Regions from separate parts of the Mus musculus genome. Here all the other regions are linked to region 2. The links are chromatin contacts, called in public capture Hi-C and promoter capture Hi-C maps. All regions are on one chromosome and are shown on one strand. The core of a region is the stretch at or near the end of the contact, and the rest is flanking DNA. Distances in the headings are between cores, read along the strand shown.

Region 1 (2,700 bases), core at 63-2,562, 1.1 Mb before region 2:
GGCACTCCCATCAGAGTCTAAAGTCAGGTTTCGTCCTGCAGACTGACACGAACAATTCCAAGCACATCAACATTGACCGGTCAACAGAACGTTGAAACTTGGTTTCTCTAGAGAGAGAAATAAATCTTAAAATACTATAAAATGTTTTTGACAGATAGGAAAGACACACTGAGAAATAAGAAGACAGTTGCTATAAACTTCCTGGAAAGGCTGTGATGACTTCAGCGTCAACTCCAATGAGAATATCCTGAAGTCACCCCCACCCCCTCCAGGCTACTTCAGTTCCTGGCTGTGCTTCGGACAAAAGCAGCTTGGGTTCTTTAAGAGAAACTCCTCCCCATCCCATCCAACACTAAACTAAGGAATAGCCTGTTTCCTTCTTTCTGCCTAAATCATGCAGCACAGAAAGGGTGCTTGTTTCTATAGGATGATAGAATGCCCTGTTCCTGGGAAACCTGCTTGGGGACGGGGAATGAAAGGAAGTAAAATTATAGGTAAGCATGATACTCTACTCTCCACTTACATTTTTTTTTAAAAATTAGAACATTCAGCATCAGACACTAAAACAAATATTAAAAGCTAAAGCCAAGTGAGGTACTGGGCAAAGGCGTTCAGAGGCCCCCGTTGCATCTTTCCGTTTTCTGGGCAATTAAAGAGTGCTTGGCAGGGATGCCCCAGAATGAATGCAGTCTGCTCTTTTCTATGGCAGGATTCAGCAGAACTTGGGCTAGCCCCCAGAAGTCTCCTACTGGGATGGCCGAAAGACAACACAAGCAGTCAATAATACAGACGGAAAATGTCACAGCAGCATTGCACAAGAGATAGATAATATATATTTGCCTGCATAGACCTACAAATAGAGGTTACTCACAGAGATTACTGTAGCTCCAGCAGTTACCCATTGATCATAGAAAATGCCCAGTTCATCAGTTTAACGCTTGAGAAAAGTTAACGAGAAAAGAAGCAAGCTAATGCAAAATGTGCTGTTCTAGTCAACTGGAAGCAAATTAGTTTCAAATTTCCTGGAGGCCCCTCTTGCCCTGCACTGCACACGGTGATGTAAATGGAAGCACTTTGAGCACTTGGAACCAGAGCTGAGCCGAGCCCAGGAACTGCCGCCTCAGCCCCTCACAAAGGCAGAGCAGCCCGCTCTCCTGCTGTGCTCAGCCTCGGTCGCTCTCTACCTTGGTAGCTTACCGAAGACAGCCACTGTGGGGCTTTTCTATAATTGTCAAAACTACTTCCAAGGAGATAACTGAGATGTCGGGAGTTAGCTTTAATGTAACCATTCCCCCAGTGCAGCAGCAGGAAGCCGGCAGAGGCTCTGAGAGGATCGTACCATCCTGGGTGACATCAGAGGTGGGGCTGTCATCCTAGTATTATGCAGCATTTTCTCTGATGCTGGAATGACACACATGAACCGAGATGGGCCGGTTCCCTTTAAAAGCATTTAATTCTCACGCTGTTCCGACGGAAGAGGCAAATGCAAAAACACTGCCCAAAAGCTGCTTCCATGTCAATCCAGAGCTGACAGTCTTTATCTCACTTGTAAGTGCTGCTGCCACACAGTCATTTTACTAATGATTACATTACTGTTCCTGTGACAAATTAATATTTCACAGTAATTGATAGTAATTGGAAACGTCCCATGAAAAGATTCAAAGATGTTGTGATCCAGTTTTAAAAGCAATGGGATAAACTTTCACATCACCTACAGTACTTTGGATGCATGCAATACTTTTCAAGCAATCTCAGTAAAAGCACTCCTTTTGTAAATAATAATATAAAATTAATACATAGTTAGTAACATAACACTGACTCTTGGACTTGATATAAATATTAAAAATAAATCTTGGGTGGAGAGTGTCCATTTGTGCTACAGCGCCTACCTAACCCTGAGTTTGATTCCCCAACACTGGAAAAAATAAAAAGTAAGTAACTCATCTTCAGTATCATTAATATTGCAATCAGCATGAGAAACACAGACACTTCAAAAAACTTTCCTATTTCATACACTCAGTAACCAGCAACCAAGAGCCAGAAAATGTGCTCACTTTAATTTATAAAAAATATTAATTTATAAATTTTATTTTAATTTATAAAAAATGAATGGCCACTTTTATAAATAATATAATTAGGTTAGAAAATGTGTAGTAATATGCTAGACACTGCACTAAGAAGTTTCATTTTGTGAATCCTTCTATCCCCCAGAAGTCTCTACAATAGCTACTATTATGAACCCATTTTATTGATGAGACTACTAAAATACAAAAGAGGTGTGAGTCTTGTCAGATCAGATGAGTAAAAGAGGCACCACTGGAAGGGACTCAAACTCAGACACTACGGCTCGAAAGCTCAGCCTCTGTACCACCAAGCTACACTTCCCACAAGTCTGCATGCCAAGAAAGAATTCTGAAAGAAATGTTCAGGGTTTGAAACTACAACAAACCAAGTAGGCCCATCTCTCAAGAAGACCAATTCATACGCAGGGGACAAAGATCAGATGGTGTATCTAGGGACAGCAGACTTGGTGACAGAAATGAAGCTGAGAAGTCCAGCTTGACAGCTGGCAGCTTGTCTTACTTGGGGAAAGGCTTAAAATCTCCCAGCTTTAGTTTATTAACCTCCAAGCTGTGGATGTTTAGCTTCTTGATTAGTAAACGCTGTGGTGAAGGCACAGGATCCGGACTTGTAATCTAG
Region 2 (2,700 bases), core at 119-2,618:
ACTGAACTCAGGACCTCTGGAAGAGCAGTCAGTGCTCTTAACCACTGAGCCATTTCTCCAGCCTCTCAAATTTCTTTTTTTTTTAATTGTGAAATATTTACATAATATGTCTTGTATATAGGCTGTAAGTCTATAGATAAAACTCATTTATATTCCATACATACCTCACATATATAGCCCAAAGGGAATTTTATAACAACATAGTAATTGGGCTGGAGAGGTGGCTCAGCGGTTAAGAGCACTGGCTGATCTTCCTGAGTTCAAATCCCAGAACCCACATGTGGCTCACAACCATCATGATGGGATCCGAAGTCCTCTTCTGGTGTGTCTAAAGACAGTAACAGTGTGCTCACATACATACAAATAAATAAATCTTTAAAAACAAAACAACAACATAGTAATTTTGTGAATGAGGCAAAGATCCATGCTTCCCAAACTGATAAGTTATAAACCTTACCGAAGGCCAGTCTAGACATCCTCTTGTGTATTTATCAACAAATCTATGGGGAACTAACACAAAGAAGTTTTTCAGTATGTTGCTCCGTCATAGCAAAGTTCTTGTTTTCCTCTTCTGTTCTTATATTGTAAAGAGAACAACAATCAATTTACTGTGTTGTTCGTTTCTCACAGGCTGGTTTTTCTTTTTGTTTTTTTTGTTTTGAAACATAGTTTCACTATGTAGCTCTGGCTGCCCTGGAACTCAGACCTTCCTGCCTCTGCCTCCTGAGTGCTGCGTTTAAAGGCTTGCGCCATCACACCAAGCCAACCGCTAGCTAATTTTATCACAGCCAAAGAAAAGAAACTAGAACCCTTTGTGCGTTCTAACCTCTTAACTGGTTTTCCAATCTGTTCCTAAGGTGGTCTTCCACACCATATACTCTTCGGATATGCAAGAAAGCCAAGTCTGTTCGAAAAGATCCACGAAAAAAAAAGAACTTGGTAGTAGGATAAACTGAAATAAATTTCGACACAAAGTTACCAATCATGGGACTAGGTTTTCTATCTTCTGCTTTCCAAGGTGTTTTCCACAGCTTGATTATGAACCTCAGTTGTCTGTATTTTCTTATGCACGTTTTCCTATCTCTTCCTTCCCTACATTCCAATGAATCTTTCTTTTTCTCGTGAATCCTCTCTCTTGTGTCAATTTTGCCCTCTGGCCCCTTTCGCTTCTCTTTTCCCGCTCCCAGCCTCAGATCCGCGCTCCCAGCACTCTGGTCAGCTCCCTATGCGCCTAGCATGCGCGCGCACCCTGCACCGCCCCCGCAGAGCTCCAGTCACGAGTCTGGGGGCGGGGCGCCGCCGAGAGGGCGGGGCCTCTGCCGCAGCTTCGAAGCGCGCATGGGTGGGGCCGGCCGCACGGGCCTCCCTGCTATATGTGCGCCTGCGCCGCGCTGCTGCGGGGCCAGTCGGGACGGAGGAGACAAGATGGCGTTGCGAGCGATGCGGGGAATCGTGAACGGGGCCGCACCCGAACTGCCCGTGCCCACCGGTGGGCCGATGGCCGGAGCTCGGGAGCAGGCGCTGGCGGTGAGCCGGAACTACCTATCCCAGCCTCGTCTCAGTGAGTACGGGAAAGTGAGCGTGTCCACCAAGCCCTTGGCTTGTGCTCTCACCTGTTCAGCCAGCGGGGAGGGAATGGGATTCATTTCCCCCATCGCTCAGTTCACAAGCACCTCTCCAGCTTTGCGTGAGCTTTTCCGTGACTTCGGTGGGCCGAGCGTGAGAGCACCGACTGGAACCTTCCCATGGGCTAAGTGGGCTCCTGATGATTGCCCTACCCGCTCCGAGTTCTCTGGGTATTGTCAGACACTGGTCTGTCTCTGAGGGCCACTTCTTGTCACTGTCTTCATCTGCTCCTGGCCTCATTTAAATGTCTTCGGGTCGAGGGAACGCCTACTCCGTCCCCCTTTGCCCCGTGGACCTCTGGGCAGGTGGACCGTGCAGAAGGTGTAATGTCATCGCTGATGTGGGCAGGCCCCGCGGCTAGAGGGAGATGTGGCTTATTCTGTAGGGAACCGCTTCACTGGAGGACACCTAGATACCGGAGAACCTTAGAGCTGAAAAATACCCTAGTCGTGCAGTCCCACCCTCTCGTTTTACAGGCGAGACGCCTAAGGTTCTGGAAAGGAGAAGCCATGCCTGGCTTCAGACATCTAATTATTGGGAAAAGAGGAACCAAAAATCGAGTTTCTTAATCCTTTGCTTGGTCTTCTGTTGTTTATTCGTTTACTGACCAGCTAACCAAACGCAGTTAAATGGAAGGTTGCTTTCCACTGTTATGTTCATAGGCTTAAGTGTAGTGATCATAAAAGACCTCAATAAGCCATGTTTAGACAAGCCAGTCATTCCCAAATGGCTCTTGTTGGCTGAAGCTTTCGGTTGTATAGAATCAAACCTCTTCACGGCTCCCTTAAAGCCAGGCAGAGAGCTTTGAAAGAAGACTTTTTTTTTTCCTCTTTTTTAAGTATCTGTTGTTTTCCTGAAAATAAGGTTCCATTTGCACAGGTTAATTGGCAGCTTGGCTCTGTGGGTGGCTCATTGGTTAAAAGCGTTTCAGCTGAAGGGTTTTAGCTAGGCGCCCTCCAGCCTGACTAATCCTGTCCTGAGCTGTCAGTGGGTCATGTGATAACACTGCAGCGAGGGGAAGGGAAAAAAAAAACACACACACACACACATTGGAGAGTGGATTGCTGAGGTGTG
Region 3 (2,700 bases), core at 189-2,688, 1.1 Mb before region 2:
AGGGAATTTGTAAGCAGTAACTATGAGGCAACTGCCAGCAATGTTTATAATAGCAAACCTACATGCAAGAAGAAAAACCAAATGAAGAAGGGATGAACCTTGGCTGAAGGTGTAGAGAAAGTACTCGCAGCATGTGCAAGATCATGGCTAAAGAGCTGTGTTAGCAGTGGAGCCCTGGAAGATGGTGAGGAGAAGAGCTGACCCTCCCAATTTCTTTTGCCCTGTATAATTTACTCAAGACAATATTTCTTACACATACATACACATTGTTTTAGACCTAAAAGCCTAAAATTCACATTATACTTAAGATAACATATATACTATTTTAAAATAGAAAATAAGTATCTATATCTAGCAGACTAAAAGTGAATCAGCCCATTTTCCTAATCAAATTTGGCAATAAGAATATAAACCAGAGCTGGGCGGTGGTGGCACACGCCTTTAATCCCAGCACTCGGGAGGCAGAGGCAGGCGGATTTCTGAGTTCGAGGCCAGCCTGGTCTACAAAGTGAGTTCCAGGACAGCCAGAGCTATACAGAGAAACCCTGTCTCAAAAAACAAAACAAAAACAAAAACAAACAAACAAACAAAAACTATATATATATATAACCAGAACAATCTTTCTGCTAGGCAGTTCGATAAATGGAGACTTTCATTTAGTTAAGGTATAAAACTATCCTATTACATATGGTAGAACATGCCTGGAATCCCAAAACTCAGGAAGATGAGGCAGGAGAACAGTAAGTTAGAGGCAATCCTAGGGTGTATAATAAAATTTGCTCCCTGACCCTTATAAAAAAAAATCTGGTCAATAAATAAATACAGAAATAGACAACAAAAAACTACCACAGAGATCTGTACCAATGCACTCTTCAGTTAATTGAACACTGAGCAAATGAACACAACACTCCTATCTGGAACAAGAAAATAGACATGATATGAGAGGTGACTGCTTGGGATTCAGGATGTGCTCTCTCTCTGTGTCTCTGTCTCTCTGTCTCTCTGTGTCTCTCTCTGTGTCTCTGCCTCTGTGTCTCTGTCTCTCTCTGTCTCTCTCTGTGTCTCTCTATCTCTGTGTCTCTGTCTCTGTCTCTGTGTTTCTGTCTGTGTGTGTCTCTCTCTGTCTCTTCTCTTCTCTCTCTCTCTCTCTCTCTCTCTCTCTCTCTCTCTCTCTCTCTCACTTCCCTGTGGTAGCACTTGGTAGGCAGGGGCAACGGTAGGTAGATCATGAAGTAAAATCAGGCTCTAGTTGAGAAACCAAACACAAACCTGCCTCAGTTCCATTGCTCTTGCTGTGAGGAAAAAAAAAACACACACACACACACACTGACAAAAACCAGCCTGCCTTTCAGTTAATTCCAGATTATAGTGCATGACTGCAGGAGAGCCAAGGCAGGCACTGGAAGCAGCTGGTTATGTCCACATGCAAGAGAACACAGAAACTGTGCAAGCATGTTTCCTGCTCAGCTTCCTTTTTCTGTTCATGCGGATCAAAGTCCAACCCTACCTAGGGCAGCCCACATTCAGGATGAGCCGTCTTTCCACCTCAGTTGATTCATAGAAGAATCCCTCACAGGCACGCCCAGACCTAGACCATCCCTCACGGAGCTTCTCTCAGCAAATGTGTGGACTGAACAACCACACTAACTAGAATACTAGTACCCCACCCACTGTTTCAGTACTGAACAACCAAGCTAACTAGAATACCAGTACCCCACCCACTGTTTCAGTTCCAGTTCACCATCTGTAACTGAGCTCACAGACGCTCGCAGATTGTTTCCTGGCCATGTGCACATCTTCCCCATAGGTTCCTGCTGCATCACGTGGTTGACCCCAGTTTATGTTTACAGAAAACCATTCTGGAGTTTCAGAATATTCAGTTGCTCTCACTCTTTAGGTCTTGATATCTGCATTATAAATGCTGACTATCCTTCCCCATAGAGGTTCCTTGCTTTATGTAAATGATACTAATTGTGAGCTTGTCATTTTAGGGATTTATTTGTTAATGTAGAGCTTTATCTGTCATTCACTGCAAAAAAAAAAAGAAATTTTTTGCATTAAATTCTACAGCACTTTGTGACATTTCCTTATGTCATTTCCTAGACATTGCACAAACTAACAGTAGTGCCCTATCCCTACTTGGGCTTCAATTCCACAAGAAATCAATTTTGCCCTACCCTCAGAACTCTGGGAAAACTGGTATGTCAAGCCACTAGCTTCTAGGTAATGCACAACTTTTCTACTCAAAATTTCCATGCCCAGTGTCGAGTTTCGCAAAAACTCCATGCTCGATTCTTGTGCTGCTGCTGTGGGGCACCTGAATTATTCTCATCGGAGCAAGATCACCCTTTCCTGGACCTGATGATGGAGTCCAGCTTTCCTCTGACTCTGAATCCTCTGTCCAACACGGGGAACTTCCTCTCATTCTCTTCTGTCTACTCAAGGTCTGTTGTTTCTCATGTTCTGTCTCAGCCCCCAATGTACCATGCTGAAGGAATAATCCGAATACAGTCCATTCTTTAGAGGACATCACATTAACAGGAACCACTATATACTTCTTTAAGTTTAGATACTCCATACCATGAACTCAACTCTATAGCCCTAGGAGAATTACCAATTTGGGTACAATTACCATAAATGTTAAATGTTGACATCAAGAGAAATAAGGTGATGGACCAAGAACATTAAAAATATCATTTA
Region 4 (2,700 bases), core at 56-2,555, 1.6 Mb before region 2:
TGTTGTCTCTGTGTCTATATGCCAATGCTGTTAATAACTTTTTCAATAAACCCATTATTGCCCAGTAATCCAGCCCAGAGACCTCTTGAATACCCTTCTCCATGCAGATTCCAATGCCAGGCCTCTAGTTTGCACTGCATAGCCAGTATTCCTCTCAGTCCTCGTCTGGTAGTGATCATATTAAGGTAAACGGAAAAGCAAGAGCTGAGATATTACCAAAGCTATAGGTTACATTGCCACAGTGATGCTTGCTTTATCTTGTGTTTGTGGAAATGGGCTCGTGTAGCCCAAGCTGGCGTTGAACTTGCTGTGTAGCCCAAGATGACCTTGAGTTCTTGATGGTCTCCCTTCACTTCTCAAGTGCTAGGATTGTGGGTATCAGCCACAGGGTAGCTGTTTTGTTGTTGTTGTTGTTGTTGATTGGGCTTTGGTTGTAGGAATGTAAGAGTTTGGAAGTTCTAGTTTAGGTATAAAACTATACAAGCAGATTGCCAACCAGTGGTTGTTGTTAACAAAGGAAGCAAAATCCCTCAGAACCATGCAGAGAGGTATTGCTGTGCATGCGTCACAGTGACCCAACTGAGCAGATAGAAACTGGGGATATAGTTCTATAACTCACTTCTCCTCACCTGAGCCACACCCGACTACATGCCACCAAGCATAAATTTAGGAATCTATTTTGACAACCCAGAATATAAGAACAGTGTGTGCCAAGGAGTCTTTAAATTATAGTGTACAGGGAAATAGCTAAGAAACAGCAAGCATTATCTACAAGAATCATTAGTATAAATCGAAAACAGAAATACATAGGACAGTTGTCGTTTTTTTGCAACCCATATCCGGACACACGTCATACACATTCCACAGTGTCTTTGGATAGAGCAGTAAAAGGACCTGAAGATGAGAAATGAAAAAGAAATAAGGGGGAAAACAAAACTTAGTGGAAGGAAAGGCATACATTAGGAATGTGGGTGACATGTGGTAACCGCTTCCTCCTCTACGTCCTTGATCTGCTTTGCAAGAGCCTATTTCAAGCTCTGACCTCTCACAGGCTCCCAGAGATCATAAACTCTGTGAAATGCAAACCTATCACGAGAAATGCAAAAATATCATGATATCTCACGCAAAGAACGGACTAGAGAAAGAGTTCACCAGGGTTAAGTGAAGCCCTACAACTACATTTCCCAGAGATCCTTGAGATGGTTTAAAAAAAAACTAAGCATAAGGGGCGGAGCAACTTGAACAGCCAATAAGAGCTCTTCCTTTGCAGACCAGGGAACTGAAACTCACTCAGCTTACTTCCTGGTCCGCCCGGTTGCAGTCCTGGTAGCGGGTAAGTGGGGGCTCCCTAATAGATTTGGAAATCAGGATTTCTTCCTCTTCCAGAAGGAAGACCGGGAGAGAACAGCACAACACAGTCCTGACTTTCCAGGCCCAAGTTCTTTTAGAAAGTTTGGGTGGCACATACTTCGAAGCCAAGCTAGGAATACTTTGCAGTACACAGGTGATTCTGACAAATGTTTTGTTTAAGTAGGTGACAGGCAGCCACATTCTATTAGATTTGAAGAGCCATTTAGTTCCTTTTATGCTGTTTCCTTATCAGTCACAAATGAACTAGTAATGGTGTTTACTTAAAGGGTTTCTGAGCGTTCAGGAGGTGCGTTAACAGCATAGGAAACCAATCCCTCCAATTTGTTCCCTCTGGGACTCTTTAACAATGTCATTCACTGCATTTCCAGAGGAACTCTTGGAAGTACTTTTGTCATGCTTGAAGAAGGGTAAGTGTGTAGGGTCTTAAGGAACACCAGAAAATCGACTACTTCCTGTGACTTAAGACTGAGACGTTACCTTGGAACACAGTCGACAGGTTTACTCAACAGTGTGGTGCCAGCTCATGCCAAAAGTCCTCGGAGCTAACGCCCCGTGACCCATGGACCCTGATATCATGAACTCTATTCTGTACTTTGGGCATAATGTCAACTACATTGCTTGGCTCTTTTCTGTTAACAGTTCTGCTCTTTCTCCAGCTCCGGTTTGACTGCCTCAGACTCAAAGCAACTGACTCCACCCCGACTTTAAAAAACAAAAAACAAAAACAGACAAATGCCAACTCTGATTTTATTATATTTTATTTTTTTAAGCTTCCTGCTAAAGACTAACTGTATGGTTTTACCATTTTTATCCATGGCGCGTATTTCTCTTGCCCTTTGCTAACCCTATTAGATTGTTTGCCTAGTAGCATCCCCTGCCTCTGCCTGGCTGTTGGAGGCCTTTACTCGCAGCCTTGGATGCCATGTAGGTTTTCTGTAACCGAAGTGCAGCTTGTTAGTGCTCTTTGCATATGGCCAAGCCAACAAGTCTAGTGTCTTCCACCCAGTTAATCAAAAAGATGGCTTAGGGTTGTCAACAGAGTTGGATTCTGTGGGCTTCAGGAAGAGAAATGAAAGAGAAAAGAAAAGGAATTAAGGGAGAAAATAGTACACATACAAAATTACAAGCAGTCCATTAGCTCTCATTACAACTTCACTGAATATCAGCAGTAATCCATGCAATAAATATATCGGCCCCTAATGGTGAATCCTCCTTCTAGTCTGACTACTGTCAGAAACCTATCATAGCTTTCTCCATCCGGATTGATCTTCTCTATTTTTTTTTCCTATGTTGGCTTCTTGTTCACAATTCCATTTGGCAAAGAATAAG
Region 5 (2,700 bases), core at 101-2,600, 1.1 Mb before region 2:
AACTACAAATAAGCATGCCAAAAATATTTAAATCTTAACACATACTCAAAGAAATGTAGATGAGTCAAGATTTTCTAAATAATAAATAATACCATGGATTATTGGGAAATGGGTATTCAATCATGCCCTCAAGATCAAGTTTCTTATAACCCACTAATTACAAGAATAAAGTGCATACTTACTTCCATCTACCATTCATATAAGAAGTTTCCTAAGAAAACAAGTAGTATTATTGAATATCATAATGAAAAGCTGAAAGTAAAAGTTTCACTATTATGTAGTGGAAATCTATAATCATTAAAAAGCTTATGCTGAAAAGGTATTTGCAATGTATATGAATTTTTTTTCTTTACTTTAAACTGTCCATGGAAATCACTTAAAACAGCTGGAGAAATGGTTCAATAGTTAAGAGCACTTGCTGCTCTTACAATGTACCCGGATTCAGTTCCCTGCACTCACAACATCATTTCACAACTACAAGTCACTATAGCTCCAAAGAACCACACACCTTCTTATGGTCTCTGCAGACATAGGCACACGTATGATATATATACATACATGCTGGGCCTCACACATACACACAAAAATAAATAAGTTTATTTTTAAGTCATTTTAAAAATAAACTCTCCAAGAGAAAAAAATGAATTAAGGTATAGCTATGGTTTGAATTTTTCTCCTTCAAAACTCATACTGAAATTCAACTGCTGTGTGACAATATTACGAAGAAAGTCTACTGGGGGATGATTTCACACACTATGTATGCATACGCTGAGTACTGTGCCCAGAGATCTGATTGCAGTCTGGACACAGGCATTGCTAAGCATCTCCTATTTCAATGTTATGCAAAAATTGTTTTCTGCCACTTCTGACTGCTTAATAAAGAGCTTATCAGTCACTATCTCAGCAAGCTGGACCTCTAATTCCAGTGAGAGGATCTTGAGTGGAAGGAAGAGAGAGAGAATTTTACTTGAGAAGTAGTCATGAGAGAGTCGAGGAGGACACAGATGGAGCTGGAACAATCAGAGAGACACTAAGATGGCAGATAAGGCCACGTGGCTGGGAAGCTGATGGGAAGGAGGCCAGGCCAGCAAGGTAGGGTTAAACTAAATGAGAACCTTTTTAATAAATATACCAGGTCTCCATGTCATTATTTCAGAGCTAGGGTGGGTGTAGAAAAGCCCAGAACTTTTACAACAGGCCTGTAAGTGGTGGCTAGGTCATAAGAACTATGCCTTGTGTGTGGATTAGTGCAGTTATGGCAAGGGTCACTCAGTAAGATATACTGTCTTATGCATGCTTCTCTGCCTATTTCCATGTCATAACTCAGTATGAAGGCCTGTGACATGTACAGGCTTGCCACCCTCCAGAGCCAGGTGCCAAATGAACTTCTACTGTGTACAGATCACCTGGTCTGTAAGTGTTATGCCACAGAAAACGAGCTAAAGGAATTTAAAGGAAAAGTAACACAAATGACCAGTAAACATATATTGTTCAACCATACTTATCAGTCAATGCTGATGGCATGCTGGGCATACCATTTTTTTAACATCTTAAGGGTTGTCACAACTGAGGCTTAGCTTAAAAGAAGAACTTCATGGTCTCATAGTGCAAGTGTATGTAGCCATGAGAAATGTTTACTAATATCAGCAGTGCCTCAGTCCTCAGTACTGGGACGACAGCCACCTGATCTCTTGACATTTGACACATAAGTATGAGTAGTCAAGACCATATCTCTAGGATGGTTGTCGTCAAATCTTAGATGTCATATACTTATAGTATTATAGGAGGAGAATCTATAAATCTCTCCAGGCCTTATTTTATTCAGGTATAACAGAGACAATAACAGTGTGTGATTCATAAGGATCCTTTAAGGACTAAATAAATTTCCAGTAGAATGTGAGGTCCACATCACCAGCAGTAAAAGAAATAACTAATTTTATTATGCAGTACTTAAATTTATCATTCAATACAAACTAGTAGTACAAGAATACTGGTGTTTATCACTGAAAGTATCTGTACACAATGAAACTGTCCATCAATACTGAACTAGAAAATTAAACTGAAGCATATAATGAATATCTATATGGTTGTTATTGTGAGGTATCTCTATGCAGATTGATAAAGGTCTCTTAAGTTTATTATGTTATGTGTATGTGTGCTGCAAGTGCTGGGCATTGAGCTATATTTATTTTTTAAAGATAGAGAAGACTATATATGATGCCTTTTGTTTTATCAAAAATGAGTAGATTGTTAGAAAATATATTCTAAAACTGCCATACATTGAGGTTGACTGGTAATGTGTGTGTGTGTGTGTGTGTGTGTGTGTGTGTGTGTATGTGTGTGTCTATGCCTGTGTCCGTGTGTGTCTATGTCTGTGTGTGTGTATATGTGTGTGTGTGTGTGTGTGTGTGTGTGTGTGTGTGTGTGTGTGTGTTAAAACCCGAAGAGTATAAAATGTATCTTAAGAACAGTCTTATGAGACAAGCCATCTGAATCCTAGTCTCGGTTCAGGTATTACTAGCTGTATTTTGGGATATATTTAAACACCTAGCCCCAATAGAACAGGATTAATGCTAATGCCTACTCCTATGGATTCTCTGGGAAGAAGCTGACACATAAAAAAGCCTTTAGTACACGCTATGCAATCAGCTAGCTTCGTGTTTTATTGCTAATCATTTCAGTGTGTCAACCTGAGTAGAA

The links. Promoter capture Hi-C pulls out the DNA fragments that hold promoters and counts their contacts. Capture Hi-C pulls out chosen DNA fragments and counts their contacts.
Region 1: a capture Hi-C map of macrophages shows a contact between it and region 2, with 5 times the contacts expected there. The contact joins the promoter of Psd3 here to the promoter of Atp6v1b2 in region 2. A contact is called at or near these places in 6 of 39 promoter capture datasets (the 3T3-L1 cell line, 3T3-L1-derived adipocytes, HPC-7-derived erythroid cells and 3 more), 1 of 15 datasets of contacts at CTCF or cohesin (the NIH/3T3 cell line), 2 of 484 Hi-C or Micro-C datasets (cerebral cortex and cortical neurons), 3 of 115 datasets of contacts at active chromatin or transcription factors (astrocytes, fibro-adipogenic progenitors and stem cell-derived neural progenitor cells) and 3 of 9 other capture datasets (adipose tissue, liver and macrophages).
Region 3: a contact with region 2 is called in a promoter capture Hi-C map of liver, with 4 times the contacts expected there. The contact joins the enhancer-like site here to the promoter of Atp6v1b2 in region 2. A contact is called at or near these places in 8 of 39 promoter capture datasets (the 3T3-L1 cell line, 3T3-L1-derived adipocytes, the HPC-7 cell line and 5 more), 1 of 15 datasets of contacts at CTCF or cohesin (the NIH/3T3 cell line), 2 of 484 Hi-C or Micro-C datasets (cerebral cortex and cortical neurons), 2 of 115 datasets of contacts at active chromatin or transcription factors (astrocytes and stem cell-derived neural progenitor cells) and 1 of 9 other capture datasets (adipose tissue).
Region 4: a promoter capture Hi-C map of pre-B cells shows a contact between it and region 2, with 5 times the contacts expected there. The contact joins the promoter of Nat2 here to the promoter of Atp6v1b2 in region 2. A contact is called at or near these places in 2 of 39 promoter capture datasets (liver and pre-B cells).
Region 5: a contact with region 2 is called in a promoter capture Hi-C map of liver, with 2.0 times the contacts expected there. The contact joins the enhancer-like site here to the promoter of Atp6v1b2 in region 2. A contact is called at or near these places in 8 of 39 promoter capture datasets (the 3T3-L1 cell line, 3T3-L1-derived adipocytes, HPC-7-derived erythroid cells and 5 more) and 1 of 115 datasets of contacts at active chromatin or transcription factors (astrocytes).

What each region holds. Positions count from the first base shown.
Region 1 is chr8:67,973,262-67,975,961 of GRCm38.p6, forward strand. Psd3 (pleckstrin and Sec7 domain containing 3) reads right to left here and starts at 1,313. Exons shown (of 16, transcript NM_177698.4): 1 at 872-1,313. The coding sequence starts at 902. The region is part of intron 3 of Gm15991 (a long non-coding RNA gene); the gene reads left to right.
Region 2 is chr8:69,087,368-69,090,067 of GRCm38.p6, forward strand. Atp6v1b2 (ATPase, H+ transporting, lysosomal V1 subunit B2) reads left to right here and starts at 1,369. Exons shown (of 14, transcript NM_007509.3): 1 at 1,369-1,561. The coding sequence starts at 1,426. It overlaps Slc18a1 (solute carrier family 18 (vesicular monoamine), member 1), which reads right to left and starts at 1,855. Exons shown (of 17, transcript NM_153054.2): 1 at 1,614-1,855.
Region 3 is chr8:67,995,518-67,998,217 of GRCm38.p6, forward strand. The region is part of intron 4 of Gm15991 (a long non-coding RNA gene); the gene reads left to right. It also overlaps a transcript of Psd3 not described here. Among named protein-coding and RNA genes, the nearest start is that of Psd3, 22 kb to the left of the region's middle. Within about 2 kb of position 1,439, at least 52 of the 459 cell types and tissues checked have an H3K27ac peak or open chromatin away from gene starts, as enhancers often do. A contact at or near this core is called in adipose tissue and liver, where this site is marked.
Region 4 is chr8:67,493,570-67,496,269 of GRCm38.p6, forward strand. It overlaps Nat2 (N-acetyltransferase 2 (arylamine N-acetyltransferase)), which reads left to right and starts at 1,306. Exons shown (of 2, transcript NM_001168577.1): 1 at 1,306-1,333.
Region 5 is chr8:68,035,496-68,038,195 of GRCm38.p6, forward strand. It overlaps a transcript of Psd3 not described here. Among named protein-coding and RNA genes, the nearest start is that of Psd3, 62 kb to the left of the region's middle. Within about 2 kb of position 1,351, at least 4 of the 459 cell types and tissues checked have an H3K27ac peak or open chromatin away from gene starts, as enhancers often do. A contact at or near this core is called in liver, where this site is marked.